2 separate regions of the Drosophila melanogaster genome follow, and region 2 is linked to region 1. The links are chromatin contacts, called in public Hi-C maps. All regions are on one chromosome and are shown on one strand. The core of a region is the stretch at or near the end of the contact, and the rest is flanking DNA. Distances in the headings are between cores, read along the strand shown.

What was found. Hi-C and Micro-C count contacts between places; a contact is called where the count stands out from the background.
Region 2: a contact with region 1 is called in a Hi-C map of the Kc167 cell line, with 4 times the contacts expected there. The contact joins the promoter of vir-1 here to the promoter of nrv1 in region 1. A contact is called at or near these places in 2 of 107 Hi-C or Micro-C datasets (the Kc167 cell line and wing imaginal disc).

What each region holds. Positions count from the first base shown.
Region 1 is chr2L:6,782,446-6,788,470 of dm6, reverse strand. nrv1 (nervana 1) reads left to right here and starts at 1,610. Exons shown (of 4, transcript NM_057819.4): 1 at 1,610-2,189. The coding sequence starts at 2,057.
Region 2 is chr2L:12,418,691-12,424,779 of dm6, reverse strand. It overlaps vir-1 (virus-induced RNA 1), which reads left to right and starts at 1,341. Exons shown (of 6, transcript NM_165011.3): 1 at 1,341-1,457; 2 at 2,951-3,139. The coding sequence starts at 3,076.

The sequences.
Region 1 (6,025 bases), core at 361-2,860:
TAATCAACTTGTGATGATTACAACGATGGAGCACCGAGATACAATAACATAATGCCGTGGCCATTTATCCGTGCATCTCCATGCCCACAATCAGCAGCAACAGTCTAAGAATGAGGAAAATTGGCAATGGCAACCCATTGTTGGGGGAGTTGTGGGTTCATGTGGCAAGGGGCAAGGGGGTTGCCATGCAGAAGGAAGTGCACATTTAAGGGAATTAATCAACTCGAAAGTTCTTGACACTTGGCAACGCTTTAAACACTCGACAAAAAATCCTCGTAAATTTTCTACCATTTTCCCTAAAGATAGTGCTTATGAGGTTCTTTTTGAAATTCTTAAGCCATTATATGCAAATAGTTATGGAATATAAGAGTAAGAAACAGTTTATTTTTCTCAGTGCAGCGTTAGCATTATCCAGATGCTGATGACGACGAACCATGATTGAGGAACAATAACAAAGAAAGTTTTCCCGATTTCCGCGTGGAAATTTCCGAAGCACAGAGCGCCCAAAAAACTGATCCACCCGTTTGGGGAGAGCGTGGAAAAGCAAAACAAAGCGCAGTACAACACAGCACGCCAGCATAATGAGAGTAACAATGGTGGTGGCGATTGTTAGGGGGAGGGGCGTGGGTGGAGTGTGTAGTGGAGCCAATGTACTCAACTCTCCGCGCATGTCAACGCCAGAGTGGGAGAACGGGAGATAGAGAGAGAGAGTGCGACTTGTGCTAGTATGCGTGTGATTTTCTTTGTGCTTTGTATTTTAATATTTATAAAGCAGGAGCGTATCACATTCTTAGAGGGTGAAGTGCGGTCTAGGCTCCACAGCCTTTGAATGCAAAGCACTTAGCTGCACTGGCGAAAATTGCATGGCCCAAGCAACTGCCCTCGGGTGTGTTGTTGTCTGGCCACTGTCTGCACTCAATCATTTATTCTATTTGCGTAGCCAGCTAAGGAGATGGAGAGAGATAGAGAGAACATTAAGAGGTAAAACACACACGAAACCCCCAGCTCACACACACTCACACCTTAGCCACATAACCTCCCCCCTGGTCCAACGCTTTTGCTTTGGCCTTTTTCATGTTGCTTGGCAAAGTGTCGAATACGTTCAACAGCTGTCGACGTCACACTGCAAGAAAATTGACCCTAGATACGTGGAATGCTTTTTTGGGTCACGTTTCGTATACCCAATAACATCTGAGAGTTTAAACAAAGACGTCAGCCCACATTGCGGATGAGTAATGTCCTGTAGGAATCGCTTGCAACAGAATTCTTTCTAAGATATCACTCACATGAGCTTGAAATGGGAAACCAATGCGTTATTAGACTGCTTAATATCGGAAATAATAGAAATACCTACATATCTTGACGATCTTAAGAGTCAATTTGGTCAGAAAAGTCTTCTTTGCTTTTTACCTTAACTATTTATCTGAAAATGTACCCCGTTTTCCTCAGTGCTCAATCACTCTTATCTTGAAGCTTTTGTTGCGAGAACGCAAGAGATAGAGAGAACGAGAGAGAAAGAGCGAGGCGCGTGGTGAGCCTGTGTGAGTGTTGAGGGGCGAAGAACACTGGTGCTGAGTTTTCGCCTTGCTGGGTGACTTGGGGCTGCGTTCGGTTAGTTGGTGATCTTTCGCCGAGAGCGCAACACGCAGCACGCATCGCCATTCGCAGTCGCAGGAAGCAGGGAAACCAAGAGTTGGCAACAACTTCTCGTGGCTCCCAGCCCGTTTGTTTGTGCTTCTGATTCGGCTTATTTCGCCCAAAATCGGTTCTAACTTATTTTCCTAACTCTAAGACCAGTCGAGCAGTCGAGGCGCAAATAATTGCATAATTACACGTTTTTCAAAAATATTCAAGAGTACTGCGAGTGCGAAAATAAATGAGAATTCAGTTTCGAGTCTGCTGAATCATCGCATATACACAGCACAACGTATACATAAATCAGTTTTCGTAGCCTTCGCGCCGTCCACGTCATCAACGAAAAGTATAAACCAAATTTTCGAATCGAATCGAATACTGAAAAGCTAACCGTAAACAAGTGCGAAAGAACAGCGCCGCAATGTCAAAGAATAACGGAAAGGGCGCCAAAGGCGAATTCGAATTCCCGCAGCCAGCGAAGAAGCAAACCTTCTCGGAAATGATCTACAATCCCCAGGAAGGCACCTTCTTCGGACGCACCGGAAAAAGTTGGAGTAAGTTCTTTACAACTCTACTGAATAACAAACAAAATCAGTAGACAACTTCAAAATGAATGCCTGAAAAAGATTAAGAATTAGGTTCCATCAAGAGGATAAGACTAAAACCACTGTGAGTCATTTCTATTCTATCCATTGAGTCTGTTTGTGGTTTTTAAATACATACATTTAACATTTTAGAATTAGTTTTAACTCGAAAAATATATAATTTGAATGTTTGAATGCTAGTTCCCAAATTTCCATGCAGTATAGGCACTCCAGTACTTATCTGCATGCCCCTCCGATGAGATATCTGCATCCACTCCAAGCTCCAAGCACATAGAAACAAAAATGCGATTGTTTATTGTATATAACTAGACACTTGTCCGTCATATGGTAATGGAAACTATATATGAGGAGCGTGCGGTCGTATTTACAGGCTTATCAGTCGATTTGGCGAGTCATAGTGTGGGAAACGGGATGAGGTAAAGAAGCAACTACGGAAATCTCCGTTGCGGTGTCTCGAAAATGTTTAGTCAACGCCATAAAATAGATAAACTCATTACGAGACAACATGATGAAGTGGGATTTCTTAAGGCAGTCATAAAAATATTATTAAGAAATACAATCACCTTGAGCAACCGCTGGCAATGTGATAATGGCTAAGTGAAAAGAATCTAGAAAGTTTTAGAATCGAACATTAAACATATGTGTGTTCATTTGGCTACACACGTTCAATCTACTAAATTGTTGAATTGCCTTTTTAATTAGGCTAGCATATTTCAACGTTAATGCGAATTCTTGACTTTCGAAAATGGACACGGATCCACGTTCCCAAAGGGAGGGGAATTGGGGAAAACGTGAGGGATGAGGTGGTGAGTAGAGAGCACTTTGCTTTTATCGCCAATAATATTTGCCGTCTTATAATGGGTTCTGTAAACAGATTCAAGGTTTCGCACTGAGAGGCATAGTGAGATTTAACGCTCTCACAATATCAATGTACATATATCTGAAAAATATGCCGATCGCAGAACCAACTGCTGAAACACTACCAATTTTAAATAGTGTTTAGCAATTTTCTGAGTACTTCGCTTATCGGTAGCTCGAATGAAAAGTTCCCTTGACGTCATTTGTTTGCTTTTCATTAAGTTGGCCAAGTTCGCTTCAAGTTTATCGAATGTTTAAATTGATGTATAATTTATTTACATTGACGCCAAAGGTGTACCCCCGAAGAGCTCTAATAACTTTTTATGCTAATTCCGACATTTTATACTAATTCTCAGTCCAATCGGCAAAGAACTTAAGAACTATTGACACACCTGCTACAACAAAAGCCATATGGCTGCATATCTATTTAATATATGAAACTATTTGCAGAACTGAATATACAGTGGGTAAAGTGTTTGGCCTGCCTTCGGCTAATTCCTATCATTAAGCACAAATTCGTGGTGCATGTCCTTTGATTTTTCACTGCCTAATGCTCGGTAATTTAAGTCATGTGCAGGACATTAGTGGAAAAATAAAATGGCAACGACCCCATAAACAATGTAAAGCAGTGTGGCAAAATTCTAAACAGACAGAAAACAAACAAAAATCACAGCAGATCGAAAACGCTGATTTTGATTTACGATCGCCATCCGATTAATTCCGATTTCAAATGAAGGCAAAGCATTGGACGGTTGGCTAAGCTTTGCTTTCCATTAATTAACGCAATGAGAACTTGTTTAGGTTCGTGCCGGTTGTATTTTTTTTTTTTTTTTAGGTGCGGATGAACCTTCTCAGAGAACCGGTTCAGTGGGTTCATGATTACTTTTTTGGTTTTCGAAATGCTTTCGCTTTGCTACACATTTTAATTCTCTACATCGCATTTGGCTTCAAAATGTTGGAAATAAGGTTATATAATGATAATAATTGCTTACATAGTATTATATGCATTGTATTTTGTATTGCTTTACCGAACTGAGCTTAAGTTTTATTTCTTCTGATTTTTGACTCTGTTGCATTTCTGTAATGAAATCAGCGTATCAGATCGATGTAACCGCAAAGCAGCAGGAAAGGCAGGCAATCACTGCCCTAGCCAGTTTCTAAATCTGGCTCAAACCGGCTAGAACCGCATTTCGCCGGCTACATCCGATTTCCCCATTAATCGCCCCCGCCACGCCCCTCAGTCTGCTTACATTGACATGCTGCTAACTAATTGTCACGATAGCGACAAGTCTGCGATAAAATACACAATTCAATTAAAGCGCAGGAAACTAGCCTAATTTGCTTAAGCTAATTTAAAATTAAATTAGTTTTTTAATCATCAGTATAGAAGCTATTTCTTTTTCGATCCAATACTATACAATTAGATAAGCCTTTTCTGAAATTCTTCGCTTTCTTTTTCGAAGTTCTTACTTTGGTATACTTGGGTTTTCAACTATTTCCCTTTCGCATATCGAATTCGTTTTTTTGCCAGTATAAATATTCACATGCTAGTTTTCCTAATCATCATAAAAAAAGCTAAATTTTTTAGTCTTTAGTTAAGTACTCAAACAAAAACGTGACAAATCTATTTGTTGCTGCTCTTTGGGTAATTCTTCGATTAAGAACGTGGCCAGAACGAGAATAAACCCCGTCACGCCCGTATTTAGGCCCAAAAATAATCAGCAAACTAAACGCTTGCAATGTTTGCCGTGGGCGGGGCCATCGGGGCTTCCCCTCGTTAACATGTGAAATTAATTCACTTAAAATGCCGCAAAGTATGCTATAGGCCCCAAGCACACAGACGGCGAAAAGAAAGATGGCCAAGGATCCTGGGTGTGCTGGTGCTAGTAATAGTATTCGAATGTGTGTGTGTGTGTGTGTGTGGGTGTGTGTGTAAGTTTGTATGTATGTGTAGTGGTGACGCATGGACAAAGGGTGCGGCGAACAGCAACAAATAAAGCGGCGCCACGGAGACGGCTTATTGGCAATGAGGACAAAACGGGACAGGAGTTGAAACTGGCAGTGGGCATGGAGATGGAGATTGGGATGGAGGTGGAGATGGTAATGGTAGTGGTAATGGGGGTGACGTGACCCACACAATCTGGCTGGATGCGATTCGGGGTAGATGGCGACAGACACCAACAAGTTGCATCCTCCGTCTTATTCCACTTCGTTCTGTGTTTTTCTTCGTGGCCGAGACTTGCGGCACGATGGCGTCATAATTGTTGCTTCCAAACACACAGAAAAAAACTGAGTAAGGATTTGCATAATACGGTGCGATTACTTGAGTAAATAATTTCATTGATTAAATTATGATTAATTGTATACAAAAGTTTTTTCTATTAAAGAAGTAAGCGATTTGACACCTTGAAAAGCGATGATGGTTTCAAATGGCCAAGCTTGTTGCTTCACCCATTTCTATTCATGATTGTGGGACATTTGCGGAGTGAAAGGGTCACACACTCATTACATAATTGCGGTTGCACATGTGCTGGCTATTAAACGATTTCCCACAACAGGACGACTTGCTGGTCAAGTGTGCAAATTAAGCCACTCGGCGAGTGGCTTTTACAGCTTGTGCTAAGGTGTCCTGGATTCTGGCCATATGTGCGTCTAGCACGTAACTTAATTATTAAGTTCCGCTGGCCTTGGTGGTTACACTTGGATGACGCCTAGAAAGCAGCGAGGTTATCAATCGTTGGTCATGCAAACCGACTAGCGTTTCCAGCACTTTTGGGTTGGGTTTCCTGATGGCGGGGATGGGAATGAGGATGGGGATGTCCGTGGCACGGGTGGGAGTGGCGACTTTATATGGGTCACGAGTCCTTTAAGTTTGTTTACCGCACTGGCGGACAAATAAACGGACGGACACGGATAAGCGAAGCCTT
Region 2 (6,089 bases), core at 92-2,591, 5.6 Mb before region 1:
AAATGTTAAGAACCTACTGCTGCCAGGTGGCGCTAGTATCAGCGTCTTCTGCAAGTACATAGATGGCGCAAGAATAAAGTTTATCAAGGAAATTTAAAACATTCTAAAAATATTCAATCCTAAAATAAATATCTGAATATGGGTACTTCATTTTTTTCCAACAGTGTCAAGGTCAAGAGCACGTTTCGTTATAATCTGTGAGTGTTTCTGTCTGTCATCCGGTGTCTAAATTTAAATTCGAAAGATTTATGACTAATTAAGAGACTGCAAATGATAAAGAAAAATATATATAATTAGTATATATAAAAAAATAGAAAATATACTACGATATTTACCTGAAGATCATAGCATTGTAAATAGTTTATTTAAAAACAAGTCAATCTGATATTTTAAAATATCGTTGGTCCTAAAAGCCAAGCTTTACTCACTTAAATATATGTAGGACTAAGCTGACTCAAATTCTTCTCACTTCGAAGCCTTGACAACCAAATCTTGTTTTTTGGGGAATTTATTGACTCGACCGCAAGAATGTTGTGTCAACGATTAACCGAAAATGGTAATTTATTTTAAATGCTCCTCTGCCACTTAAAGGCATAGTGCAATCAAACCTGTATTTAGTAAAACGAAAATAGCAGTTCGAATAAAACCAACGAAAGTGTAGTTAAAACAGAATCCGGTTCGTGGGACCACGACAAGAATTACAAGTTGTAGAGCATGAAGAGCAGCCTGCAGGAGATTTTAACAGCTGTAGCTGCGCCGATCGCGATTTCAATCTGGTCGAAAACCATAAAGCAACACGGCTCCCAAGAGGCAAGTTCAGGTAAAAGGGGGCAGGTGGACTTCATTGTCAATCCAAGAACGTAGCTTGGCGCGCGTTCCTTGTCGCTAACTATATCCCCGCCTCTTTCTCGGCGCTGTCGGCCATCCGCTTTGAATTTCTGATTTTTATACATACACCTCGAACTCCAACGGTTTTGGTCAAGGGACTGCACTGGAGGACATTCGCGTTCCGCTGGCGACATTCATTTTTGCTCCCACTGACGTGTCAATGAATATTCTTTTTGTAAAATTTCTGCTACTTTTTGGGTAAACAGGATGGGGCATCTTTGGTAGTGGATCTGTTGTAAAAATATAAAATTGAAAGTTCTTTAGTTATTTTTCTTTTTTTTTTTTAATTAAAACATTGTTGAATGCACATTTGGAGCACTCGGAAGACCCTTCTTCGCTCTCGTATTCTTCTCTGCGCATTCCTCCCTTTCCCGGTCTCTCTTCTCAATTCTTTGTTTTTTTTTGAGTGCCAACGACGTGAGCTGGTATAAATGAAGCCAAAATCGTACGCAACCGTTTAGTCCGAAACGTTTCATTAAAGCCAACGCACGTTGAAGATCGCGCGTTCTTCTCCGATCTTTCGAAATCGAGTGATTCAAGCGATCCACAGAAATAACTGTATGACACCGGTAACAATAATAAAATTTATGCAAATTCGCGGTTGTCGGCATGTGTATGTGAATGAAATTGTGTGCGTGAACAATTTCCGCTTCGGCGCTGACAAAAATGTTTACAAACAAACAATTTGCAGCTTGTTTAGGCTGTCTGGGCAATAATTTGGATGCCTAATTTACTTCACGCAGCTGTTTGCGAAATATTTACTTGTGCTCACTTTTATGCTGAGCCCAACATAAACAATAGCTTTCTAAAACTATCAGACATTAAAAATGCTATTTAAAGTTTATAGTTGCTAATTTTGAAGACCTTGAAAAATTTACTGTCGGGCAAGATATTTAAATAATTTTCTGATGTGCAAAAATTCCAGTTCATTTTGAGATTATAATACATTCTAGATTTAAATCAGTGTATAATTATACAAATTCTTTACGGCTTTTTATATTTATCAGAACTGTAATTGGGTGTTATATCGTAAGTTCTCTCGGGTCAAAAAGATCATTCATAATCGGATTAACTAAAGATTTCCAATAAATTGCCGATCTTTGGCATATTCGTTAGTAAAATCGTGATTAAACCCGGCTCAATCAAGGCGTGACTACTTTATCGATGGAATTAAAAAGAAGCACTCTATCATAACCATTTAATTACTGAGAATAGTCTTTAGCTCCGTTTTCATTTCCTTGGAAGAAAATTCTCAATAGCTGCCCATTAGGGAAATAAGCAAATGATGCTTTTGTTTACAGAAACAACAACCTTGAACTAAACACCAAGCGCATTTAACAGGTGATTCGAGCAGCCGTTGAATAGACATAGTTCCATACAATGCAATCGAAGTGGAATTGAAATACGAATGGGGCGACTGAAACATTCAGCAACTGTGACAGGGACACATTTAAAGTCTGAAATACAAATATAGTGGAATAGAGAAGCCCGCGTGCAGCTAACGAAGCATAGACAAAAACTGATTAAGTAAATTGAAAACACAACTAAATTTACAAAAGGTTCAATGAGCAACGGCGACTTTCAAACACCCTTTTAATCGAAATTTTAAAATATTAGTAGCAAATGCCCTTTTAGAACTGCTTTTATATATATATAATTATAAAGATAAAGTTATATTATATTATATTTTTTATAGTAGTAGATACAATAGTTAATGAACCAGTAAGCTATAACGGAAACAAAAAGGTGTAACGAAAATAAAAGTTAACTTAAATGTGCCTAAGAACATTACTAATACGCTGCATTCTGTACACAGTGGAGTCCCCAAATATTGTACCCAGTTGACGGGCACAGTGTAGCGCTCTTCCCACAACACTTGCCGCCTGCCATTTGGAATATTTATAAGCCCAGCGGCTAATTGAGTGAGAGGGAGAGCAAGAGAGCGGTCAGCTAGTCACTCACTCGGTTTCTCACTCGCTCACTCACTCAGCCGGCCGCCGTTTATTTGCCGCTTCCTCAAATCATTTAAGCGCATTTGACGATTGTTTGTCTTTCCGCACAGAACAAAACTGAACAGAATCGAATCCGGTTGCCGGTCCACATCAACGCATCAAAGCTTTCAGCCCTAAATAAACTATACAAATTAAACAAATTATAAGCTTGTGAAAAAAAAAAAACCAAACAAAAATGAAGCTCTTGTTCGGTTTGCTGATGACCGTGCTAGCCCTTAGCGGCGTTTTCACATTGCCAGGTAAGTGAAAGGCTTAAAAGCAATCCAATCATGATGCACTTCATAAATTAACATTTAAATGATTAATACTTGAAAACTAAATGTTAACTTGCCCTAAGTAATACGTATAACGGAACTAACTAATATGCAATTTGTACACATATGCAACATACATATTTGTTTTCCTTCTCTTTACTTTCTCATTTTTATGTGCACATAATTAGTTATTAAAAAACACAGTCAACCTTTTGACTTTAAAAACAAAGAAAATTGATAAGCACCGGGAATTCTGATTTGCACTCTTCTACGTAGTACGTTCCTCTTATACCTTCTTGATCTGGAATATTCTGGTAGAATCTTAAAGATTACCTCGATGTAATTGTGACTTGGAGCAATATAAATAAATTATTATGCATATAATACGTAATTATTAGTAAATACAATCTGTTGGATATGAAAAAATGTTTTAATTCCACTCTGCAGCAGATTAAAGTTTAAAGTCGCTGCCTTTGCCGGATAATGATGTCAGCATGCTGATAACAAAGCGTGGCACTTGACAATCAGCCAAATGCATCTTACAGATACAACACAAGTAACTACAAATGGCAAAATATCAGGAATGCTCGGCGCAGCATCGCAGATCCAGCGTCCTTTATTGTCATCATCAGCGTTTGCTGTTCGCTGCCTTTGGCTGCCACTTGAATGCATAAATTGCTGAAGAAGCTGCCAGCGAATCGCAGATACCCCCACAGATGGGCGGAATGGTGGGAGTGGGCGTGGCAGCGGGTTGGCAGCTGCCACAGCCACTTGAAGTTGTCAAATTCGTTGCTGTCCAAATCATTTGCCAGGAATATACAAATTTTATGCAACACTCGTGAATCACAATTTTTCGGCAAATCTTGCTTGAGAATCATCTTAGCAATGAGTGCTTGAAATTGCAATGAAATATTTCGTAAATTGATGAGACAATGTTTTTTATTACATATTTCAAAATACACATAGTAGCTACTCTAACTACTGTGCATATAAGTCAGATTAGTACTGTTTAAACATTTGTTTTCTCTATTTAATTATTAATGATTTGCGATCTGAACATGCTGAGAATAGAATCATATCCAATTAAAATAATTTACGTAACCAATTAAATCACGATAATTGTGGATATACTGGATTTATCTGCAGGCTAATCTATTCTGGATTATATATTTCAAATTTAAATTAATATTGTTACATTCTTCAACAAACTCGGAATCGGTTGAATGAACTGTCATATTATACACTCAAGTCATCCCAATTTCTCTGGCTGATTGCAAGTGAAATTCTTGAGCACTTTTCTTCGCTTGTTTTGTTTTCTTATTTTTCTTAATTTGGTTTTTTATGAGATCGCTTCATGTCAGTGTCCCATGGCCAAAAGAATTGGGTTAATTGTGGCCATAATTCGCTTTTAAGAACTTTTTCCAGGGAATGTCTTTCTCTGCCCCAGAACAAATTGCAATTGCATGTTCACATAAATCACTTTTTTTTTTCCTTTTTCGAATTTCTGCTGCTCGTACGTGGAACTATGTGTGGAGTAATAAAACTCAAAACAATTATGAAAATTATTGGTGAATTATTACATGTATTTTTCATTGTTGGCATTTGCCGCTGAATAGACGGGCAATTTGTTTAATTTAGACGGATATTTTGTTATGCAAATTGAAGTTAATTTTCGAGCCCATACAAATGTTTTGGTTAAATTGTATGATATATAGTGAGATAATTAACATTTTGTGTCTGGCCTAAATCAGTTGCAATTGTTATGAAGTGGAAATACTCACAGTTTTTTTATGGGGCAATAAGCTGGTTATGAAAAATTGGTGGTCATTTAATTGAAGATTAATTCAAGTCTTATTTCTGAATATGTAAGAACACTATCTAATTGACAATTCAATTAAAACTAAACTAAACGTTGATAACACAGATACATTTAAAGTTTTATCTGTTCTTCCTAGAAATCTAAGCCGACTGCTTAATTTGCGAATTTAACAGCCAAGTCAGAAAATGCATATTAAATTAAAGCATTGAAAACAAAGCCAATTGAATGAACAAATCATTTAAGTAGAAAACACTTTTGCGAACTAAATAAAATGCGTACATTTTGGGGTTTTAATTTAAAGTGACTTAACCTATTGCCTTGGAATTTTGGACTTTTGCGGTAAAAGAAAACAAATAAATTGAACTTTGTTCATATGAATTGTAAATTGAATTGAAAACAACAACGCCGACTGGCTACATATAAATTAAAATAAAATGTTTCCTCATTTTTTTGTTTTGTTTTTGGAATTTGAGCTGGCAAATGTAATTCGTTTATTGTGCCAAGGAGTTTTATTATTGGCCTTGTCACTTTGGCTTTACATTAATTCGTAGAAAATGAAATCAACAGCTTGGCACTTTTTGTTGGGTTTTTAGGTTTTACCGCAACGTCTATTGGCTTGTGTTAAATTAAACAATTAAATTAAATTCAAAGGAAGTGATAACTTTAGTTGGCTCTATATGAATTTCAAAAGATGCTGCAATTTTAAGAGGCAGTGAAACTTGTTATTTTTTTTAGCGCAACAAGTGTTTAGTTTGCAGTCCAATGATTAATCACTTTCAATTGAAACCCATACAATTTTAGACGAAAACTTTATCGTTGTATCGTGATTGCTATTTTTAATGGGTGAAAAAGTACACGAGAATGTGTTTGTTTTCCTGGCTTTGGTAATTGTAAGCCAGCTGAACGAAATGAAATTCGCGTTCGAAAATGAGGCGAATATTTACAAAGTTTAAAGCGGCTTATGAATAATACTTTATATTCCAAACTAGCCAGGTAGCGTACATTAAAAATGCATTATATTCATTTGAATCTGCGCATTTCTCATCTCAACAAGTGTATAGAAACTAGAAGCTTACGGCAAACATGAGTCATCATTGGGCAGTTGTAAAAACAAAC